Regions from separate parts of the Sus scrofa genome. Here all the other regions are linked to region 3. Evidence: chromatin contacts called from public Hi-C and HiChIP or PLAC-seq data. All regions are on one chromosome and are shown on one strand. Each heading gives the region's core, a stretch centred on a gene start, on an enhancer-like site or on the middle of the called end of the contact. The rest is flanking DNA. Distances are from core to core; before and after follow the strand shown.

Region 1 (2,700 bases), core at 120-2,619, 850 kb after region 3:
GGTATCTGTCCTTAAAGAAAGAGAACATGGTCTGGGCAGGCCCCCCAAGAAATCCACTACTCTCTCTCCAGCCCTGCGAATAATGACAGTCTGTAGGTGCTTCAAATAACTCTACTTCCTTAGCTGTTCACGTTGGATTTCATATCCCAACTCCTTGAACGATACTTTTCATGTTGTACCTTATTCGAGTTTAACATCTCCTTTTAGGTGTGAAACTGAGAACTTTATAAGCACTTGGGTAAAGACACATGTGGGAGAATAATGGTTCATGCCTGTTTTCAGTTCCTAATAGCAAGCACACTTTTAATATTCCTTTCACTTCATACTCGCATGGCCCCTGATAGGACTCCGCAAGGAAAAAAGTAAGCCCACCATTCAAAAGGAGGCTAGCCTCATGGAGGAGTGACTTCCTCCACTTCCTTCCCAAATTTCTCATCAGTTTTTTTTTTTTTTCTTTTTTAAATCTTTTTAGGGCCTTACCGGTGGCATCTGGAAGTTCCCAGGCTAGGGCCACAGCCACAGCCATGCAGGATCTGAGCCACATCTGCGACCTACACCACAGCTCACAGCAATGCCAGGTCCTTAACCCACTGAGCAGAGCCAGGGATCGAACCTGAGTCCTCATGGATGCTAGTTGGGTTTACCGCTGAGCTCCCACAGGAACTCCTCTCCACCAGTTCTTATTCCCACCTGCACCAGGGAACCAGCTGGTCAAGAGTGTGACGCTCCGAATAATATTCAGGGAGGGAAAAACAAACAAAAACAAAAGATTCAGTTAGATACTGACCACGTCATCAGCTTTACTGTTTCCCAGGAAAATTAAAGGACTACGGAGCTCTATGTCCCTGTTTTATGACTCTTTTTTCAGTTTTGTTTTTTTTATATAAGTAGAGTTGATTTATGTTTCATGATGCTTTATAACCCTAATATGCCTGCTGGAGATAGTGCAGAAAGCTTCGACTGAAGAACAGTGGGAGACTGGGAAGAAATCAAAAAAGAGAGAGAGAAAGAGAAGGGATCTCCTGTGCTCACCAAGAACCCCCCCACCAAGGACAGCAGGGAACTCCCCCAACCTTCTGAAGATGTGATCTGGTAACAGACACTGAAGGAAAGTGAGACGTTGTTCGGGGGGAGCTCAGAAACACAAATGAAATCAGAAAGGTGGTCAGGCCAGGCTGGCTCCTTTGGAATGCCGCTTCCCGTTCCTTCAGCCAGAACCCCCGATGCTTCTTTCTCCCCCGTTAGCATTCGGTTAACCCTCATCTCTAAAGCCCACTCTGCGTGCCAGGACAGCTTTCATTCATCTCCGGGACTTCCGGCGATTCAGAGGTTTCGCTCCAGGAAAAGAAAGCACACACGCGCCCAGAGCCAGAGCGGGACACCGCTGACCTCCTTCTCCTGGAATCCTCTGTAGACTTCTCCCCAGCTCTGTGCAAACCATTTGCAGCTGGGTATTTTTCCTGCTTGTGAAACAAGACTGTCTGCCCAGCAGAACAAGACCTATTTGATGAATGGTGGCAGAGGGCTAAGGTGGAAGCGGATTTTGATTGCCTTGATTGCAAGAATCCAGGCGCTTAAAAACGATCTAGATGGCTTAACCTCTTCTTAGCTGCGTTACGGCAAATGACATAGCGACAAACATATTATGTATACACTCTGACACAAAGCAGAGGATAAAAAGAGGTGTTTTTCTCAGTGCGCATAAAGCCTCACGTCCAGAGTGATCCTATTAAGAGTCATCCTTTAAAAACTACTTTATTACAGAAATAGTTCATTAATATAGCACAGCAAAAAAGATTCAAGTATAAAGAGTGAAATGGTCAAGGCCACTTGTCACCCCTCACTCACTCCTCTTCTCTCCCCAAAGGTAACCGCATTTAGAGTTTGCTGTATGTGCTTCTGCTCGTTTTTCTTTATAATGACTGTAAACAACAGATTTTTCCTAAACAAATTGTTCTACTTGTTGCTTTTTTCACTTAAGGATACATCTTTTGGGCCCTTCCCTGTTGGTGTGTACAGGTCTGCCTCATTCTCCTCATTGGCTGCATAGTTGCTGCAATTCGAAGCAGCAGCAAATTCTAATTGTGTCCCACGGCTAAAAAAAAAAAAAAACTTTGAAAAAGAAACATATGATTGGCCTGGTTTTGGACTACTATTTTGAAAAATTAAACGGGAGCTTGCCGAGGCATGCTTAAACCGTTAGTCACTGAAAAAAACGTTCAGCGAACGAACCACAAAACTCACAGCTTCCCAAAGCAGCCTGGCATGGGTCCTGCCTTGTCATCTGCCTGGGCTCAGGGGGAGCTCTGGGTAGCAACTCTGCAATATGTCCTCAAAATGCAGGGAGTTCAAATAATTTCCAATCCTGACAAGGCTTTACATCTACCCTGTCTTATCCTTTACATTTAACCCATATGATCCTGTGACCCTGTGAGGGCGTAACACAAAAAGAAGGTTGTTTAGGGAGGAGAGGGTATGAAAGCAAGAAATACAAGAACAGCAACACTGATTTGTTAAGCTGATTTTTCCGACAGCGCTATTCGCTTTCCATAAATCCTGGAATGGCCGGGCCAGCTTTCATTACGTTAGGGGTTCCTGATTGGGTTCCTCACCTTATTACAATGCTGGTCTCTGTGTTCCCCTGTGAATGACTACTCTCTTGCTCAGAGCAAGTGAAAGATTCTTTAACCTTTTTGGTAA
Region 2 (2,700 bases), core at 9-2,508, 570 kb before region 3:
ACCCGCTGCACCACCAGGGAACGCCTCTACGTTCCCTTTATATACCTAACAGCAGGGCATAAACTTAAGTTTTGCTAAGGATATTTTCATTTGTAAAGGTGTTCGCCCTCCCATACCAGGAAGAGGAGGAGATCAAAGCACAACTCATCACCAGAAATGGTACAGAGATGAGTTGGCATAAACCACCCTTATTTTCCATTAGTTTCCCCCCTACACTTCCTAGTTACCTTTCGAAAATTTGCTCCCCTAGAACCCCAGGCCCTCTTTCCTTTTGACAAGTATTTCTCCACCATTTATTACCTCTGTTAAGATGGTATATAAGCTCCAAATTCAGTTTTTTTTTTTTTTTTTTTTTTGGTCTTTTTGTCTTTTTGCCTTTTCTAGGGCCACTTCTTGTGGCATATGGAGGGTCCCAGGCTAGGGGTCCAATCAGAGCTGTAGCCGCCAGCCTCTGCCTGAACCACAACAACAGATCCAAACCGAGTCTGCAACCTACACCACAGCTCACGGCAACGCCGGATCCTTAATCCACTGAGCAAGACCAGGGACCAAACTCGACATCTCATGGTTCCTAGTCGGATTTGTTAACCACTGTGCCACGATGGGAACTCCCAAATTCAGTTTTTTTAAGCCAAGTCCACACCATGAAGAAATTCTGGGGCCAGGGATTGAACCCATGCCACATCAGTAACCAGAGCTGCAGCAGTGACAATGCCAGATCCATAATCCACTGAGCCACCAAGGGACTCCTATAAACTCCACATTCTAACCACCCCTTTGAGTTACTCACCACTGAGTACATGCATGTATACATGTTTTTGTGTAAACAATCTGTTTTTTTCCTCTTGCTAATCTATCTTTTGTCAGTTTAATTTGCAGGCCCTCAGACACTAAACCTTAGAGGGTAGAAGAAAAAAAAAAGTTCTCCCTTACTTCAATAGCTTCATTCAGATGTCCAGGCACAGAAGCACGGGGGATGGGGGAGAAAGGATAGATGAATAGGTATTTCCAGGAGAAAGAGCTTCTATATGTGATGCTCTGAGCCGGAAGGGAGATGCAATCAATTCAAAACTTTAGCTAAACCACGGGGAAAAGGTAGCAAAGACTACATTGCTTTACAAGCTTCCAGGGTTGGAGTCACCCACTGGTAATAGCTTAAATTTCTAGGAACCGCCAGTATCTTCTAAGCAGGAACTACCTTGACTCTCCATGAACCTCCACTTTTTTGCAGATCACTTACTGGCAACACAATTTACTCTACTTCCTGTTCTCGTGGCCAACTTCCTGCTTTGTTCCGTCTCTACCAGGGTTCGTGAGATCTAGGCAGGCTTTAAGCTCCTGTTGCTTTTACTCTTCGTGTCTCAGACATTCTTATGTTCAAGACAAGAAAGAAAACAGGGATTTTAAAGGGCTCTTCAAGTCCAGTCGGAACCACCAGCCCCAAGGTTTATTAGCATCCTAGGTCTTCGCAGTTGTTCAGTGAGGGAAAATCCTTTCAAAACAGCTAATACAGTTCTAGCCCCTCAGAAGAGCCAACGGCAGTCTTTCTGTGAACCCAGAGCCAGACTGCACTTTGCACTCGGAAGGCTTATTTCTTCCAACATCCCTTATTAACATTCTTTTCCTCACAGTGCTGCTCAGTGGCTGCTGCAGCTGAGCTGCTCAGCACAGGTTTTCTGCTCCATATGGGGGAGGGGATGTTAATTATGCAGAAAGATGGAGAGAGGCCAGACAGCCCCTCTGGTGAACTGTCTCATTCAAGCTCGGCCCACTTCCTGCTGTTTTGCAGCTACAAGGATCACCTGTTGGTCTTGGCATCTGGCCAACCTGGGGCCTAGCGGAAATGACAGACTCAGCTAGAAATGAAAGCCAGCTCATATTCCAGTCCCCCCAACTGGAGAGAGAGAGAGTGCGCAAACAAACATGCAAGAAAAATGCCAAAGAATTATACACAAGGTAGCAAGATTCCTTTCTTTCTTCTCTTCTTTTTCTCTGTCTGCTTGAAAAACAATCATCAAAATGGAATGGTGAGCCCCAAAATGTCTTCCCCAGTAAAACTCCCCTGACCTAAGGGAAAATGCAGGAAATCTTCTTGAACCTTCCCTACACCCCGCCCCCCACCAACCCAGGGATTTCAGAATCCTGGTGCCTAAATACAATGTTAAGGTGTAACAGTCCAAATACTCACAGTTCTTTAATTCACTCTGTTTCCTTTAAATGTTTATCTCATATTACTTCCTCCTTATCCCTATTTCTATTCATCAAGATAATTCCACCAGGTGAAGTTCAATGATAGAGAAGTATTCACTTATTGATGTTTCTTATTGCATATATCAATGGAAAAAAATGGGTCTGTTGAACTTATAATTACAACATTCTCTAGGTAATGGTATCTTTTAGCAAAACTTCATTGATCCATAGATCAAATACTGTAAGTAGATAATTTCTGTAACAGTTGAACAGTCTTCAACGAATTCCTGATTGTCTCTGTATGACCAAATACTTATTATAAGCCTTCTTAAATTAAGATGGTAAAACAAGAAAGCTTTTTGCCCTTTCCAAAGTGAGGAAATTGATAACCTGGAGCTCACTTTACCCAGTAAAACAGACCATAAAGGTTTGCATTTCAGCTACCCTCCCCCCTAGTTTTATTTCTTCAAAAGAATATGCAGTGTTTCTGTGAGCTCAGAGTCTTTAAAT
Region 3 (2,700 bases), core at 108-2,607:
AGCCCAAACAGACTAAGACACTCCACATTGTGGCAGAGACTATAGATTGATCATCAACTTTCTGGAAACTTTTTCACTTGCATTTTAAAATTTGTCAAGTAGAGGCATTTAATTTTTGTGTTTTTCCTTCACAGGGCCACACCTTCAGCATATAGAAGTTTCCAGGCTAGGGACTGAATCAGAGCTGCAGCTGCCGGCCTACGCCACCGTCACAGCAACACCGGATCTGAGCCACATCTGTGACCTACACCACAGCCTCAAGGCAACGCCGGATCCTTAACCCACCGAGCAAGGCCAGGGATCGAACCCTCATCCTCATGGATACTAGTTGGGTTCTTAACCCACTGAGCCACAACAGGAATGCTGTGTAGAGGCATTCTGAGGTAGGAAGGAAGAGATGACAAGGGATGGAAAGAAAACAGAAATATCAGAAAGAAGAAATTACTTAAGGACATGGACTCGAAAGCAGGGTTTACCGTTTTAGACGGTTTGTATCCTGAGTGATCTTTGTCAGTGACAAGAGAGAGTGAAATCCTTTTTGAAGATGTAAAAGAAATAAGGCCAAAGACCCAAAGCATTTTATTTGTGCAAAGTTGTGCCAAGTTCTGGAAGCCCATCCGGATGGGGACTAGACATGGGGACTGCCCCCACATCTAGGCTCTCCGAAGTGAAAGCAAAGCCCTAGGAGTTAAACACAGAGTGGGCGCTCCTGTGTATCAGTGATGTAGCTGGAGGCCCTATGTTATGTAACAGAAACAGGATGGAAAGTGACAGTTGCTCACAGACGACAGTAAATGTGATTAAATTATCTCATCAGCTTCATACTCCTGAGTATTTCTACCATGTCAGGCAACCATCCGTTCATCGGACCTGTCTGCTAGACATCACAGGCTGGAGGTATGAGTATTCAAAGAAATCCTTCCCTCGAATGGCTGACTGGGGGGATATCAAGTTTAGTCTATGCAGCGATCAGGTCCAGGAAAGAGACACGGAGAAATAATAAGGCGGGAAGGAATAAAAGCAAAGAGAAAAATTCAGAAATTTGTTTTCACTCTGCCACAGCCTCTATCCCATTCCTTTTCACTGACCTGATCTAATTCAAGCAGCTATTATCCCTGTGAAACACTGCCGCAGCTGAATTTATTTTTATTTTGCCTGCTCAAAGGCAATGTAAAGTGAATTTGAGAGCACGTCACCTTCAGGGGAAAGACTGCAGCATATTTCTCACCACCTCCCTCCTCCCCTCTGCCTGAAAAGGTTAATTTGAATAAGGCTGCTGCTTCCACAAATAGAACAGTAACCAGCACACAGAGGAACCGCCAATGGGAATGTGTTTCAGTGATGTCATACTTATACCTGCTCCTTATTATTCGCTGAGTTGTGACAATGTGTTCCTTGAATCTCACATTTTATTGGCTAAGGGTCCTGTCATTCTGAGTGCTTCTGGAGAGTTTCAGACACTGCAGTTTCTTTCCAAGCCCAGATTGTTTTTCAGCTTCTGCACTTCAACAAACTGGGGGATAATATAGAGTATTTAACACTGTCCTCCTGAAAACAAATAAAACCCTTTTATAATTTATACCTGATTTTACCCTGCCAGTGGACTTCTGATATCAGGGCCATTTGCAGGGTAAAAGCAGCTTAAGAAAAGTCTACTTTTTGCTTTAAAAAAAAAAAAAAAAAAAAAAAAAAAAAGCAAAAACTACATGAGCAGAACTTTAATTGAAGTGCTCGTAGAAAGGTCCTGCGAGGAGTTCCCTGGTAGTCTAGAGGCTGAGGATCAGTGTTGTCATTGCTGTGAATCAGGTCACTGCTGTGGCCCAGGTTCAATCCCTGGCAGGGGAACTTCTGCATGCTACAAGCTTGGCCAAAAAATGGTCTTGCTAAGCTTAATGTTGTCACCACTGACCTAATGGAAAACAAAATTATTCTGTTTGTCTTACAACAACTTATTGCTCCACAGAACAGAGCTTCCTAAAACAAACTAGCTCTGAAACGTAACAGTTTCAAGGAGAGAAGATATTGCAGGAAGGGAAACCTGCCTGGTTTATTTTTGTCCTAAGTGGATTTTATTTTTTAAAATCAAGTAGGTTTCTGTGTCATTAAAAATGTGTCTCAGGGCCCTCAGATTTCTAGGGCTTTTCTGAGGAAACTCCTGCAAACAGGTTTGAAAAGTACACTACTTGGTAGTGAAGGTGATGGTTTGATAAATCAGCTTTGTAGGAATTAGGAATTATTCAACTAACTGAAAGACTGAAAGAAATATTCCGGTCAACAGGAGGTACAAGGGTGGTTGGGAGACCAGAAATTAAAGCTGTTGCCCAAAAACTCTCAGAAATCTATGAGTGGGCAAATTCAGATCCTCAGAGACATAGAAGACAAAGTCAAGCCTCCATGGCCAGTGGTTGAAGCAGAATGTATGTAAGGAAGGTTAATTCATCACACAGGCAGGGTGGCGCATTAAGCACACCAGTGAGACGGGCAGGGCATAAAAGAAACAGTCAGATTTTAGTGGGAAGAGAGGGACTGTGTCCCGAGAACAAGAGGAACAGGAGTTCTTGTTGGGGGAATGAGATGGAGAAGGATGGGGACACACAGAAGAGACCTCCTTGAGTGGCTATACATATTGTGAGATAAATTTAGCAAAGCAGGTGCACAAATGAGCAATAGGAAGAAGTAGAGACTACCAAATATTTTGAA

What was found. Hi-C and Micro-C count contacts between places; a contact is called where the count stands out from the background. HiChIP or PLAC-seq counts read pairs in DNA pulled down with a chosen protein or histone mark.
Region 1: a Hi-C map of embryonic fibroblasts shows a contact between it and region 3, with 2.8 times the contacts expected there. The contact joins two enhancer-like sites. A contact is called at or near these places in 4 of 47 Hi-C or Micro-C datasets (embryonic fibroblasts, fetal heart ventricle, fetal skeletal muscle and 1 more) and 1 of 2 datasets of contacts at active chromatin or transcription factors (skeletal muscle).
Region 2: a contact with region 3 is called in an H3K27ac HiChIP or PLAC-seq map of skeletal muscle, with 5 times the contacts expected there. The contact joins two enhancer-like sites. A contact is called at or near these places in 1 of 47 Hi-C or Micro-C datasets (alveolar macrophages) and 1 of 2 datasets of contacts at active chromatin or transcription factors (skeletal muscle).

Annotation. Positions count from the first base shown.
Region 1 is chr11:47,488,837-47,491,536 of Sscrofa11.1, forward strand. No RefSeq gene overlaps it. Among named protein-coding and RNA genes, the nearest start is that of TBC1D4, 270 kb to the right of the region's middle. Within about 2 kb of position 1,370, at least 10 of the 83 cell types and tissues checked have an H3K27ac peak or open chromatin away from gene starts, as enhancers often do. A contact at or near this core is called in embryonic fibroblasts and fetal skeletal muscle, where this site is marked.
Region 2 is chr11:46,070,188-46,072,887 of Sscrofa11.1, forward strand. All of the region lies in intron 4 of KLF12 (Kruppel like factor 12), which reads right to left. Among named protein-coding and RNA genes, the nearest start is that of KLF12, 240 kb to the right of the region's middle. Within about 2 kb of position 1,259, at least 37 of the 83 cell types and tissues checked have an H3K27ac peak or open chromatin away from gene starts, as enhancers often do. A contact at or near this core is called in skeletal muscle, where this site is marked.
Region 3 is chr11:46,635,389-46,638,088 of Sscrofa11.1, forward strand. The region is part of intron 1 of LOC110255761 (a long non-coding RNA gene); the gene reads left to right. It also overlaps a transcript of KLF12 not described here. Among named protein-coding and RNA genes, the nearest start is that of KLF12, 330 kb to the left of the region's middle. Within about 2 kb of position 1,358, at least 30 of the 83 cell types and tissues checked have an H3K27ac peak or open chromatin away from gene starts, as enhancers often do. A contact at or near this core is called in embryonic fibroblasts, fetal skeletal muscle and skeletal muscle, where this site is marked.